Regions from separate parts of the Mus musculus genome. Here regions 1, 2, 3 and 4 are each linked to region 5. The links are chromatin contacts, called in public Hi-C and HiChIP or PLAC-seq maps. All regions are on one chromosome and are shown on one strand. Each heading gives the region's core, a stretch centred on a gene start, on an enhancer-like site or on the middle of the called end of the contact. The rest is flanking DNA. Distances are from core to core; before and after follow the strand shown. Region 1 has its middle 210 kb from the start of 1700010I02Rik. Region 2 has its middle 52 kb from the start of 1700010I02Rik. Region 3 has its middle 170 kb from the start of 1700010I02Rik. Region 4 holds the start of Tpd52 (tumor protein D52). Region 5 holds the start of Stmn2 (stathmin-like 2).

Region 1 (2,700 bases), core at 138-2,637, 350 kb before region 5:
ACATTATTAAAATTATATTGTTAATAAAGATATGAAAACATAGATAAGTAGCTGCACATATGAGCATATTCATACAATCAGAAATTTTTATACATACTACAGTATGATCTAAGCTATTAAAATTCACAGTAAAAGAGAATTAAATGTAACATATATTAGTCACATTGTGTATGCTACTTCTGATGGAGAAGATACTAGTTTTTTTTTGTTGTTTTTTTTTTTTTCTTATTTTGCTAAGCATTCTCCATGGAAAGTCAAGCACTGTTAATGGAAAGTCACCAGAACCATTCAGCTCCCAGACCAATTATGAAGACACCAAGAAAGTACACATATGCAATTTTCTTTTCTGTGGTTTTTCTACAAATGTACTCTGGCCAATGCAACTCTTTCTCCTCCAGGCAGGAAAAGTAGTAATAAACTATTGATGTCTAGAAACTTCATAACAGTATGCATAAATACTGTTTAGCTAGTTCTTGGTTATTATCACAAAGTCCTTCCAATGTCTTCCCCAGCCATTTCTTCATGGTAGAGCTAATGGACGAACATAATCCCAATACTGTTTATTCTACTTATAAACTAGTATCGGGAGAAATAGCTCGCCAGTGAGATGGGGTGGGGCATTTCCAATTTCTGATAAGATTAGGAGTTATTTGTAGAAACAGCAGTCACTAAACACACCAGGCTACATTCCTTGTTTAATATCCCCTACAGTCTGAGAGACCTAGGAGATATTCCTGGATATTTTTCCCTAATCCTTTTTATTTCTAGTCTCTGCTTTTATGCCTTTGCCACCTTCCATGATCTATGTTTAATTAAATATCTAAATCCTTGTTCATGTTGACTGAAAAGTCTTGGATACACACAGAATGGAGGAGTACAACTGAGGTGTACACTTGCATGATGACAGAATAAGCAGAAACAAAAATTTGTCTTGTTTTGCTCATTTTACCTACATGTCTACTAAGTATGTCTAGGGTGGGGGCTATGTTTGCATGTGTGTATGTGCACGTGTCTGCACATATGCATGTGTTTGTTTGTGTATGCATGTGCATGTATGTGTGTAGTGCACGTATGTATCTGTGATTATATGATTGCAAGTGTGTGGGTACAGTATGGGTATCTAAACATGTATATGTATAAATGTGTTTAATCCAAAAGTTGATGCTGTTGTGTTAGAAGGCAGCTCATATCCAGACAGATCGGACCAGGCCAGTACCAATGAAAAGAGGTCTTTTGCAGGAAAGTGAGGAAGAGGAATAAGGAGGCAAGGAAGAAGGGGTGAAGGGTTGAGGTCTCTGCCTTTTATTCAAGCTGTAATGTAATCATGCTCACCCCTATGCATAGATGAGGTGTGCAGGTGAAGTGCATGTTGGGAATGTTTGGTGATTGCCATGGCAACAGTCACAAGAGAGTCTTTGTTGCCAAGAGGTGATGTCATCGCTGGATTCAGAGACTGTAAATAGCTTCTGATGCCAACATACTTCCATTTTTAACATAAAGAGAAGGGGGGAAAGGGGGAGATGAGAATAGTGGCATCAGCATTGGGGTCCACTTGGTAATCACTCACTTCAGGCTTCTCTGTGGACAGCAGCTGGCAATCCTGTAAAAGTAAATGATTAATTGTTTGGTTAGAGATGTTTTTGAATTTGTCCTTGAAGGAATGTGGAAACAATATTAATGAGGCAGGGGAAAATAGTAATGCCAGGAAAATGAAGAGAAAAGACATAACAAAGGGGAGTATCCACTTCCATATAGGGTTTTTGAAAATCCAGGAATTGGAGGCCTCACATTCTCTATGATTCTGGATGTCTGACTGTACCTGTTGGATTTTATTTCTTCTTTTCCCAGATTAGTTAATGTAGAAACAGCATTCTTCTTGGAAAAACAGGCAACAAAGACCACCTTCTTTAGCAGTCAGGGCATCTGGTCTCCATGAGTTCTAAAGTACCAATGCTGCCAAAGAATCAATTTGTTTTTAGATGGTGAGCATGTGTGGGAACTAAAAAGGGGTCCGGGGGAAGAGGGGGAAGGAAGGACCCACGCCCCACCAGAGTACTACCTATGCTCTGGACAGGCAGGCATGGGAGGGCTGACACACGCTTTCCACTCAGCCCCAGGTGGGCACCCAAGTCTCTGACCCACTCTTCCAGGGGTGGACAAGGGGATCCCAGCCTGGGAGCCCTGGGGCTACTCCCTAAAGCCCCGGAGTTATGGGAGAGTGGGAAGAGGGAAGAGAGGTTCCCACACCAGTGAGAGTGAGCACAGCAGATCTTGATGAACAGAGACTGTCTATGGTTTTAGAGCTTTATTGTAGAAAGGCAGGGAGTATGATTTTAGAGCTTTATTGTAGAAAGGCAGGGAGAAAGAGAGAAAGGAGAGAGGAGGGAAAAGGCTAGAAAGGCAGAGAGTAAGAGGGAGAGAGGAGAGGAGAGGAGAGGAGAGGAGAGGAGAGGAGAGGAGAGGAGAGGAGAGGAGAGGAGAGGAGAGGAGAGGAGAGGAGAGGAGAGGAGAGAAAGAGGAGACAGAAGTGAGAGAAGTGAGAGGTAAGAGAGCAAAGGAAAGAGAGAAGAGTGAGAGAGGAGAGAAGACAAAGAGAGAGGAGTGAGAGGGTGAAAAGGGTAAAAGAGAGGTGAGGAGGGGCCTAACAGCCCTCTTTTATTGTCTTTACTGTTGCTAGGTAAGTGGGGAGGAGTTTAGCCT
Region 2 (2,700 bases), core at 9-2,508, 500 kb before region 5:
TAGGCTGGTCTAATATTTAGCCCAATATTAGAGATTCCTATTGTAGATAACTAATATTCTTAATTGTCTAGCAAAGTTAATTCTGAGCACAGCCCCCACTTCCAGAGAATCTCTGGCCTTTTCACTAATTCTAAAACCAGCCTGGAGACTGAGCTTGAGCCTTGCTAATTTGCAACTGAATAAAGTACCTGGACTTCCCCAAAAGAAGCTTTGTGATGTTACTCTCACTGTCTAAGATTTTGTCTTTCAAGCAGGTCAATCAACACCTTCAGCCTGACTGCAGTATTCGTACATCCCCGCCCCCAAGAGCATTCAGGTGGCAGCTGCTATTTTCATTCTAAAGACATTCCTGCATATGTTGTGGCTTTAGGTCTGATTTGAGATTTAGGTTTTCTATTAGAGCTAAAAAGGCAGAAATTTCAGATATTAGCAATAGTCACTTGGACACTTGGAACATTGATGAATTGGCCATAGATTTAAAAATAACCTAAATACATTGAATCCCCTAGATTGGGTTCAATATATAATCCTATTTGCTATAATTATTGGCACTATTTTATTAGTAATCATTGTGTTTCCACTCATCTTTAGAGCACTCCTAAAATCTGTAGCTACGACGAGGCGGGACATCCTAGAACTTCAGCTAAATAATAAAAGTACAGGGGGAATGCCACGCATACTCCGGTGAAGTCTGCTTGACAGGCTAAGAAGCCTAGAAAGCACTCGTGAGGCAAGAGTTTCACAGAAGCTCACCTCCTGGAGCCTTGGCGTTCTCATTAACCCGCACACTCTTACCCTATCCCCGAGTTTGTCTGGTGTATGGATCCATGTGCTCTCCTTTACAGTTATGTTACTATAGTGCCTTTTAAATTTGAATCTTGACATAGTTAAGCCAGTGTTCCAAAGTCCAAGAAAGACTGAGTAACTGATTACTTAGAATTCAACTAGGAAGTTACCTATTCAGTAACTAATTAGCATTATAAAAAAGACCGAGCCAACAGATCAGGGCTAGTCTGCTAGATGTTTACTAGGACAGTCTTATCCAGATATGGTTTACCTTAAGAAAAGTTAAGAAATCCCACTGAGACAGGTTTCTTCTTTAGGTCCTAAAATTCAGGCAGAACTATAGAGTATAAATAAATTTTATGCCTCAGGCCAGCCTTTTCTTTTTTATATTAACAACAGGGAGGAGATGTAACCCCCCTCCCCAGCCTGAAACCTGGCTGATCAAGTTTCACTGTTAGCACAAAGAAAGCATCAGGGTGGGGCCTGCCACCCTGTCACGCCCACTTCTACTGCCCGCTGCCTAGCTGTTCGGAGCTATCACGTGGTCACTTGAAACTTTACTCCAGGATGATTTGGCGGGGAATTGGCCCCCTTCCCCTGTTTCATAACCCAGTGTCGGAAATGGTAAAATCAAACCTTGATCAGACTGATTGTCTTGGTTCTGTCTTTCTCTCGTGCTGCCTAGCCCCCCTTCTTCTCTTCCAGGTTTCCAAGATGCCTTTCCAGACTAGAACCCAGGCATGTGAGCTGCTGGCCAGACGCAACACTGAAGTAAAAGCCATCCAGAGACTGCTCCACCTAGGGATTTATCTCATCTGCAGACACCAAACCCAGACACTATGGCTGATGCCAAGAAACATTTGCTGACAGGAGCGTGGTATAGCTGTCCCCTGAGAGTCTGTGCCAGAGCCAAACTAATGTGGCTCTGAGCAGCAAATCACGAAACTGAGCACAAGGACCTCAATGGAGGAGTTAGGGGAAGGACTGAAGGAGCTGAAGGGGTTTGCATCCCAATAGGAAGAAATACAATATTAACCAACCAGACTCCCTCAAAGCTCCCAGGGAGCTACCAACCAAAGAGTGCACATGGAGGGACACATGGCTCCAGCTGTGTATGTAACAGAGAATTGTTTACCTTAGCTGACATCAGTGAGAGGGGAGTCCCTTGGTCCTCTGAAGGCTCAATAACCCAACATAGGACAATGGTTGGGCCCCGAGACAGGAGTAGGTAGATGGGTGGGGGAGCACCCTCAAAGAAGCAGGAGATATGGGGGAGGGTGTATGGGGTTTGTAGAGGGGTACCTGGGAAATGTAATTATTTACATTTGAAGTGTAAATAATTAAAATAACCAATAAAAAACAAAGCAAAGAAAAAATAAAAGACAAGTGATGTATTCTTACAATACATAAGACATTCTCTCTATAATAGATACTTAGTAAATGTTAATATATGGATGTCTCTGAAATCTAGTAACGTAAGACTGTAATTCCCAGAAAAAAAAGCTATGGCTAGAGCTTTGGTGTTCTGACAAACTTTAGGCTATTTGAGCTGCCACAGAGAAATTCTATAACCTGCATAGCTTATAAACAACAAAAACCTGTTTCCTAGTTCCCAAGGTTGAGAAGGCAAGGTTCAAGATATTCTCAGATTCAGTGTCTGATAAGAACTAGATTGTATATGATGCCTTTACCTGTGTTCTCATATAGTGGAAGTACCTAGCTATTTCTCTGGAACTTAGACTATCAGTCCCAAACACAAAGCCTACTTTAATTATGGTTCTTTAACACTTCAAACTACCTTCTATCCCACCTACAAGAGGATATGGGAAAAGAAAGGTTCATGGAAAATGGGAGTTTTGAACCTCTTTAGTAGCAGTTCTTTGGGGCAATTCCAATCTTCATTGTTAAGATATC
Region 3 (2,700 bases), core at 136-2,635, 390 kb before region 5:
CTTCTGGTATCTTATAATCTAAGAACTGTATAGAATTCTTATATAGAAGAATATCACGATAAATTAAATAAAATGAATGCATAGTTTGATAAATCACACCTAACAGTCATATTGTTTCTGTTTCTAGCTTACTGTGGTACAGACAACAACTGAGCACAGAAAACACCTCAGCACAGTGGCTATAGTAGAATGGACCAACAGATACAAACTGTTATTGCTATTATCACTTGTATAGTTATCATCTAAGACTAAAGTTATTGTGACTAGAGCCAATATTTGTATCATCTCAGTTCTAAATAGTCTTCCACAGAGATATCTACAAGGAAGGACCTAGCTATGCTCAGAAAGAAGAGAGAATGCACATTACAGTTATTCAAATTCTTGATAAGCAGTTCAAAAAAGTCACATGTATCTGCATTAGAGGAAAAAAATACTTTGCGGGCAGGGGCTTTGTGATAGATGAACTTGAAGCAGCTTTAGTAACTTTGCTATTTAATGAAACCTTAGCTACATATCAATTGGTTTCAAAATAAACCCCTAGAACTATGGAGTGTAGACATACTTAAATATTCTTTTTGCTTCTTGGGCATTAACTCATTGACCATCTTCTGGAAAGTATTAGAATGTAAGTGTCGACATTTTGTCTCTTATGCAATTCATTTAACTGTCTGTTCAGCCACCTACACATTTTGTCATTTAGATGAAAATTAAATGTGAATTGATGAGTAAAACTTTATGTATACATTTTTTCACTAAGTAGGAGACACAAAATCTTAAAGATCAATTCTACCACACATTAAAATATTCAGACATCTTTTTTTAATTCAAGGAAAATGTCATTTCCTATAGAAAATTCATGCAGCCAATGTTCATTTAAAAACTAAAATTTAAATCGTGGAAGGGATAAGCCACTCCTGTTAGAGAAACAGATACACTGTAGATCTCAACCTCTCCTCTGCTTTTCCAGATGTAATGCCCCAGTCTTATCCCCAGATCTACAGCAGAAAACCTGAGCAGCCTCTTCCTATCTCTAGCACATCCCAATGGTCGAACCCTCCTAGCCTCTCTCCCCCAACTCATTTCATTATCCCAGGAACCTTCATCCCCCAATCCAGCAGGTCCCAAGAACCCATAGGCCACTCTGCCCAGGGACGGAGGAAGTCTAAGTACAAATCTTTACTTCCTCCTCTGCTCCTCCAAATCCAATCCCTAAGTCTTATCCCCAGCTGTGAAGCAGAGCGTCCTCCCTTCTCCACTAGCACCAGTCTTCAGTGACTTACACAGACCTTCCCCTCCAAGCTTCCTTTCCCCACCTAGTGCTTTCTCCCAGGCCCAACTCTGGCAGTTACTACTAAGAAACCCACAGAATGCTCTCCCCAGGGAAGCAAGCCAGTAGGCTAGCAGCCTATTTTCAGTTCTCCCTCTATTCCTCCAAGTCCAGTCTCTGAGTCTGGTTCCTGCTCTGTAGCACATCTTTGCTGTGGACTGGCCTCAGTCGGTCCCCTCAATCCGCAGGAGAAATCAGGGTCCCAGTACAAGTAGGCAGGGAGTCAGCAAAAAGGTGGCAAACAGACACAGACACAAGGGAGTGTTGTACCTGAATGTAATGTTTCATAGTGAGCGCCAGTCTTATAATACAGAAGAAAAACAACTAAGCTAGGAGAATACATCCACCAAGGTACATCGAGATGCATAATGGTTCTTTACACAAAACAAAGAAAATGCATACAATAAAAATCTGGGGGAGCCAGGCAGTGTTTACAACTGAGATAGGAACAGCCCTTATCTAAAATCAGCTAAACACAGGAGCCAGGTGAATGGTCTGATGCAATGCTAGTCTATTGTTAAATCCACCACCAGGGGTCCCTTAGTAAATACCTAATTGTGCTATTCCTCTGGGCCTAGTGAAAAAAACATGCAACAGGGGAATTCCGTTCTACTAACCCTTTCATGAATAATACAATCCTTTAGTTGTTCCTAAAACCACAACCCACCTTCTTCCTAGGCCATTGTAAATTCCTGTGTATGGGAGTGACTTGGCTATTGTTCTAAGTATTTAATATGTAGACTAGCCCTGAGATTTCTAGCTCTACTCAAGTAAATTGTAATGCCTGATTACTTTCACTGTCTCTATTAGAGGTAAATTTGAATGTTACTGAATAGGTAACATTCTTACTGAATTCCAAGCTTAGGGTCAGCTCAAGGACTGCCTAAGACATTGGAACACTGGTAGAAGCTAATCTAACTTAGCTATATGTCAAAATCAATTTTTAAAGGCACTTACAATAAAATAATACTGAAAGAGAGCAGACAGATCCATACACCTGACTAACACGGGGACAGGTTTGGAGCATATGTGCTATGGGAATGCCAAGGTTCCAGGAGGCTAAGTTTCTGTGAAACTCTTTGCCTCGGGACTGCATCTAGGCTTTTAGGCGTGTCACGCATACTTCACTGAAGTGGGTGTTGCGTGTCTTCAAGTGTGAATTTTGCTCATTTTCTGCCCCCCCCTTCCCATGGAAATAACTAAGTAAATCATGGTATAACACCCCGATTCCCTCCTTCTGTAACTCCATCCATGCCTATTTTGTTCCCCCTCTAAGGATTCTGAGCTTCTGGGCTAATAGCCACTTATCATTGAGTATATACCATATGTGTTCTTTTGTGATTGGGTTACCCTAACCCTCCTTCTTGTGAACC
Region 4 (2,723 bases), core at 167-2,666, 450 kb after region 5:
TCCGCCCACTCTCAAGCCTTAATGACAGCCCCACCGTCCCCACTGTGAGCCCTGCTCTGATTCACAAGCCCACAAGTTAGAACTAGGTCATCCCCCCTCTTAAGTGCTGGGTAACGGGGAAGCCCAGAGATCCCACATGGGTCACAGGCAAGGGAAGTGTGAAAATGAGAAGAAAAATGCTTTTCCCATGCCCTGTCTCCCACAGACATTACTAACAGCTTCCAACTTCTAGAGGGCAGTGTTAGCCTGAAACTATCAACATATGTGGGTTTCTGAAAATCCAGACTATACCTCAAAGGTGGCTGCTATAACCAAGCACTGAAGCATGCTGTGTTAGCACACACCTGTGCCCTGCAAACGTCCAAACCCCCAGCAGCTTGGATCAGAGGTGCCACAGTCTGTCCTTCACTGTCTTCTAGGTTTCCCAAGCTCTACTGTTTAAAAAGAACAAAACGTAACCAATTCTCCACAGTAAGGAAATAATTAACTTCTTCTGGGAAAGCCAAGTTGCTTCCTTGACTCTGACAGAGGAGTTCATTAAGCCATCTCCTCTTCTTGGCAAGCAATAGGATCCTTCCTGCAAGCTGGGAAGGAGGCTGTCCCCACTTCTGCTGGACCCTATGTGGGGATCAATTCAGACTGTCACAGCCTGGTTTCCGCCTTGTGAACAAATCCGTGTCCCACATGGGAAGAAACAGCTGCTTCCAAAGGTGTGGTGGTTTTTCATTTTCCCTTTTGGAAACTGTGAGGTGTACATAGCTATTTGTCTACATGGCTTTTGGTCTCCCAAGGGAAAACCCAAGCCTATCTTCACCTTGATACTTGTGGTGTTATTGTAGCACACTCACCAGGCCCTTGAGTGTGGTGAACGGTTTTGAATGCCTAAGCATCCTTTACTAAGACACTGCCTAGGCAGATTTTAAAACTGTACCCACTATTTGACCCCAAGACCCTCCGTGTCATTCACCATCACCGCACATCCACAGACCTCTAAGGAGCATAGAAACAGACGGTGCCAACTTTAAAATTCATTGTCCCACTCTAAACAGTTAACAACCAAAAATAACTTCCCATGTTGAAGAACACAGCAGAGGGAACTCACTACACAAATAGTTACCAACGTTCTGTGTAGGTGAACCAGGCGGCGAGGTGTTCCCGCTTGGAGAGAGGTAGAGGTAGTTCTTGTTCACTCCAGAATCAAAATCAAAGGGGGATTGGTAATCATCAGCCAACTCCATATCTCTGCACTCCATGCTAGCTGAAGGCAGCGAGCAAGGCGAGCATGGCGCTGCGGCAGCCTGGGAGCCCCGGGCTGAGGGAGATCCGGCTGACCTGTGCAGCCCAGGTGAGAAGAGGAACCGGGCTTAAAGCCCCGCCCAGCTCCGGCCCAGAGGAACCGGGCTTAAAGCCCCGCCCAGCTCCGGCCCAGAGGAACCGGGCTTAAAGCCCCGCCCAGCTCCGGCCCCGGCGTGGCTCCGGCTCCCACGAGCAGGTCTGTAGTGACTCCTCCCTTAGGAGGGCCCTAGTCACCACCTGTCGCTAATTCACTGAACAAAGAATAACCGGGGCAGAGGGAGTGGCCTTCCCTCTGTACACAAAGGAGGCCCCCCACTCTGGAGCCCCATTCAGTTGTACAAACACTAGACACTAGCAGGAATATTGTTTAAAATACAACTTTTTTAGACCGGTCATCTGACCACATCGTCGGCGGGGCAGACTTAATCTTCTAGGACAAGAGAGGATTATCTGTCAGTAATCTCCCCGAAAATGCCATCTGGGTGATACTTTTCTTGCACCCTATATTATACAGGATTCTGAGAGCTTGGCATCCCGTGTTTAGCAAGCAGCCTTTTAAGCAGAACCTAATACAAAAATAAAGCTAGACCCATCATCCTTTTTTTTTTTTCTAAAGCAGAATCTGAATAACTGTCAAACAATTTTAAACTGACTCTTTGGAAGAATGAGGTTTTCATAGGAAGTAGCTGGAAGGTGCAGGCAGCTCCCACCGCTTCCGGGGTGGGGGGTGGGGGGGCTGAAACTCCCACAGCTGGGGGCAGGGGGTGTTTCAGCTCCTTTGTTTAAGCAAAGTCAGGCATGCCCTCAGGGCTCTACAAAGAACTTGTTTCTTTGGCACACCCTCCAGGCAGAAAGGGAGCTGGCTGGTAAAACTTTACAATCACCAAGTCCACTTCCTCCATCCCAGGCCTCCAGAGACCCTGCTCATGCTCTCTCCATGGCTATTGCTGTGACCCAACAGCGCTTGCAGGCCCTTGGTGGAACTAAGTTAAAAGGAGGAAATAGGTCAAGCCAGGCATGGTGGCTCATGCCATAATCACATTACTCAGAAACCTGAGACAGGGGGATTGCCATGAAGCTAGCTGGGACTTCAATGAGAGACCCCATCTCAAAAACACAAAAACAATACATAATCTCTGGAATCTATTTATAGTCTCTGAAATGTAAGGCCTGAGCTTTCTATTGTGTTGTTTGTGTGGGCTCGAGTTCATGTCAGTAGGAGTCAGAACAGGTTGACAGAATCCCCTAGGACCAACACGCAGTTATGACGCACTATATGAAGTCAGGGAACTGAACCTGGGTCCTCTGTAAGAGCAGTAAACAATCTTAACCCAGGGCCATCTCTCCAGCCCCCAAAAGCAAACCATTTTAATGATGAGCAGAAATTCCAGTGTATGACTAGTCTTCAAAATCTCTAAGATGATCCA
Region 5 (2,700 bases), core at 112-2,611:
GCCAGTCAGCAAGTCATCCAGAGTGTGAAGACGCTTTACAAAGTAACCGGAAGTGCAGAGCCATTTCAGCACCACGGACAGCGCTTCTGCTTTTCTGTTCAGGATACTTAAAAAAAAAATTTTTTTTTAAGTGTAACCTAGTAACTACCAAACAATTTACCAATGGGCAAAATCTTAATTTTTGATACCTTTAAAGTTAAAGAGTGTTTCATTCATGTTCACACTGCAACGATGTTCTTTTTTTTATTTTTTTTCATCTCTGAGATGGAAGTATCTCTTTCTTGCTATTTTTAAATCTCAACCACAATTCCTACATGAGTTTAGGCTGATACAATGTCAGTACAGTAGAGTTCAATCCTGCACATCAAAAGTTCCATGAACACAGGTCCAAAAAGTATCCCTGATGCTGTGTCTCCAGTGCTCTGCACATGCTCAGAAAATATAGGAATTGAGAAAGAATGGACATTTGCTAAATGTTTTTTGAAGTGAACGAATGAATGAGTGAATGAGTGAATACCTTGTTTATAATGTTTCAAAGTTCATTGCACTTCATAGTGCTTAATCTGACTGTGAATGCAGGAAAAATCACTCCTTGTCCAAGTTCGTGTGCTTTCTTGCATCATGTCCTTAGATGGAACTTACATCTCTGCCCAGGTAGCCAACAGTCCTCTCCTCTATGCTAAAGGGAGGAAAAGACAGCCACCCTCCCTCTGTTATAAGACCCTCCTGAGATCATGCACTCTGGAGCCCAGCTATGCTAGAAAGAAAGACCAGTAGCCCAGGCCATTTCTGAGCTGCCACCACAGCCAGACATGGGTTGGTTTGGGAATTCCATCATATATTAGGGAGGCCAGGATTCACCAAGGGCAGGGCCAAAGGTAAAAGAGAAAATAAGAAACACTGGTAACACAAGCTTTAAACAGATTTTTCCAAAACTCAGCACACTGGGGTGGGTTCTCAGGCCCCTGAGTCTATTCCTTCTCTGTGCCAATCTATGCAATGACACATGTTTGAGCAAAGTATAGCCTCCTGGGTACAGGTAAGCACAGCCCAGTCCTTAGCTCCAAGGAGGCTTCCAGGCTAAGGCACCACTCCACTTGGACTGTACTATTGGGCTCCAAAATGGGGGGGAGCTTCCAGACAAGGACTGATTTCCATTTCAAACTGCATTCTGGTACTTTGTACTCCAGCACCATTGGCCGATCAATATTTAATGCTTGGAGATTCTCACTCTGCGGGAGTCATGTCAGGGGACCCTGAGAGCCAATCTGCTTGAGCTTCTGCGTGATAATTATTCATGGGCTCCTGCCTCTTGCTCTTTCTCTAGCACGGTCCCACTCTGCAGACTCAGTGCCTTACTCAGACTCCTCTCTCGCTCTCTCCGCGGCTACAGCTGGACCCTTCTCCTTTGCCTTCGCCACCACTCCGTGCGTGCACATCCCTACAATGGCTAAAACAGCAATGGGTAAGAATCGCGTTTTGCTCCCCACGGGCTCTATCTGGAGCCAATCTCTCCCTTTCTCTCTCGGATCTCTAAAGACATTAAAAGATATTTTATAAAGGGAAAGACATTCATGACAGGAACCGGGAAAGGTTGGAGGGAGCTCTAAGAGACCAAAGGGGGAAGGGTGTCTTTGAAAAACTAAAGTAAATGGTTTCTTTTTAAAAGATAGAAGCAGGTAAGTTTTCCTCCAATGGGTAGGAATTTTATTCTGCTTCCATATTTAAAACTAAAGTGTCCATCAGAGGGGAGGGGGCTACCTTAACGATTTGCCTTTAGTGAGGTGAAGGGACATTTCGGAAAGTGGTTTTGAACGTCCTATATTTATTCTGTAGTTTAAAAAGATAATAGGGACAGGAAGGGAGTGATGTTGGAATAAAAGAGAAAATGCAAAGTCAAAGCGGTCCCATCCTGGAGGTTTGAGAGAGGAGTGGGAACGGGGGAGGGGAGTGGGCACATTTAATGGTATTGTCTATCTTGGAAAAACCACTAGTCTTGGGGCGCGGTGCGGGGAGGTAAGGCGGCCGGAGGGGTGGGGTAGGACCTTAGCTCCTTTGTTTTAGGAAGAGGGAGGGGAAACAGGAGGAGGGCGTGGAGGGCGCGGGTGGGCAGCTGCAGGGGCGGGAGAGCGTGCGCGGCAGGGAGGGGTAAAGGGACCTGGCTTCCCAAGGCGCCGGGGTGGGGTTTCTTTGTGTGTGAAGCAATGGTGGGAGTGTGGGGGGGGGCACCTGCAGCGCTGGGCATACTATGCGGACAGCCCCACCCTGTGCAGAGTCAAGCTGTCCCCACCCGGACCCAGCTCCACACCCTCAGTAGAATGGGGGCCTAATGGGGAGCTCAGCACAACACTGAAAAACCCAACCCTGCGGGAACGGCAGAGCCCCGCCACGCCCCACTCACTCATTAGCAGCCTGCGTGCCTGACCTGACCGCTAACCTCAGCCGCTCCACCCTGGCCTCATTGTTCTTCGTTAACATATTTTTCAGAACCACATTAAATAGGATATTTAAACATAGTGGCAAAAAAAAAATCAAAAAAGGGAAAGAAGCAGGGGGTGGGGGAGCTATTCTGAACTCCTTGGGTCATTTCGGGGGGAGGGGAGGGGGCAATTAGGGAACCTAGAAGGGTATACAGAAAATAATACAGATAAAGATGTGTAAGGGTGACATAAAGCAAAAGAGGTCAAGGTCTTTAAGATG

Evidence for each region. A called contact is a pair of places that touch in the nucleus more often than the background predicts. HiChIP or PLAC-seq counts read pairs in DNA pulled down with a chosen protein or histone mark.
Region 1: a contact with region 5 is called in a Hi-C map of olfactory sensory neurons, with 2.7 times the contacts expected there. The contact joins the enhancer-like site here to the promoter of Stmn2 in region 5. A contact is called at or near these places in 2 of 39 promoter capture datasets (the 3T3-L1 cell line and embryonic stem cells), 1 of 484 Hi-C or Micro-C datasets (olfactory sensory neurons) and 1 of 9 other capture datasets (adipose tissue).
Region 2: an H3K27ac HiChIP or PLAC-seq map of embryonic stem cells shows a contact between it and region 5, with 5 times the contacts expected there. The contact joins the enhancer-like site here to the promoter of Stmn2 in region 5. A contact is called at or near these places in 4 of 39 promoter capture datasets (the 3T3-L1 cell line and embryonic stem cells), 5 of 484 Hi-C or Micro-C datasets (all in embryonic stem cells), 11 of 115 datasets of contacts at active chromatin or transcription factors (all in embryonic stem cells) and 1 of 9 other capture datasets (embryonic stem cells).
Region 3: a contact with region 5 is called in an H3K27ac HiChIP or PLAC-seq map of embryonic stem cells, with 8 times the contacts expected there. The contact joins the enhancer-like site here to the promoter of Stmn2 in region 5. A contact is called at or near these places in 2 of 39 promoter capture datasets (both in the 3T3-L1 cell line), 4 of 484 Hi-C or Micro-C datasets (the N1E-115 cell line, cerebellum, embryonic stem cells and 1 more) and 3 of 115 datasets of contacts at active chromatin or transcription factors (all in embryonic stem cells).
Region 4: an H3K4me3 HiChIP or PLAC-seq map of forebrain shows a contact between it and region 5, with 4 times the contacts expected there. The contact joins the promoter of Tpd52 here to the promoter of Stmn2 in region 5. A contact is called at or near these places in 2 of 115 datasets of contacts at active chromatin or transcription factors (embryonic midbrain and forebrain).

The regions. Positions count from the first base shown.
Region 1 is chr3:8,161,129-8,163,828 of GRCm38.p6, forward strand. No RefSeq gene overlaps it. Among named protein-coding and RNA genes, the nearest start is that of 1700010I02Rik, 210 kb to the left of the region's middle. Within about 2 kb of position 1,388, at least 20 of the 459 cell types and tissues checked have an H3K27ac peak or open chromatin away from gene starts, as enhancers often do. A contact at or near this core is called in olfactory sensory neurons, where this site is marked.
Region 2 is chr3:8,005,578-8,008,277 of GRCm38.p6, forward strand. No RefSeq gene overlaps it. Among named protein-coding and RNA genes, the nearest start is that of 1700010I02Rik, 52 kb to the left of the region's middle. Within about 2 kb of position 1,259, at least 22 of the 459 cell types and tissues checked have an H3K27ac peak or open chromatin away from gene starts, as enhancers often do. A contact at or near this core is called in embryonic stem cells, where this site is marked.
Region 3 is chr3:8,121,951-8,124,650 of GRCm38.p6, forward strand. No RefSeq gene overlaps it. Among named protein-coding and RNA genes, the nearest start is that of 1700010I02Rik, 170 kb to the left of the region's middle. Within about 2 kb of position 1,386, at least 22 of the 459 cell types and tissues checked have an H3K27ac peak or open chromatin away from gene starts, as enhancers often do. A contact at or near this core is called in embryonic stem cells, where this site is marked.
Region 4 is chr3:8,962,730-8,965,452 of GRCm38.p6, forward strand. It overlaps Tpd52 (tumor protein D52), which reads right to left and starts at 1,417. Exons shown (of 6, transcript NM_001025262.2): 1 at 1,118-1,417. The coding sequence starts at 1,253.
Region 5 is chr3:8,508,166-8,510,865 of GRCm38.p6, forward strand. It overlaps Stmn2 (stathmin-like 2), which reads left to right and starts at 1,362. Exons shown (of 5, transcript NM_025285.2): 1 at 1,362-1,465. The coding sequence starts at 1,447.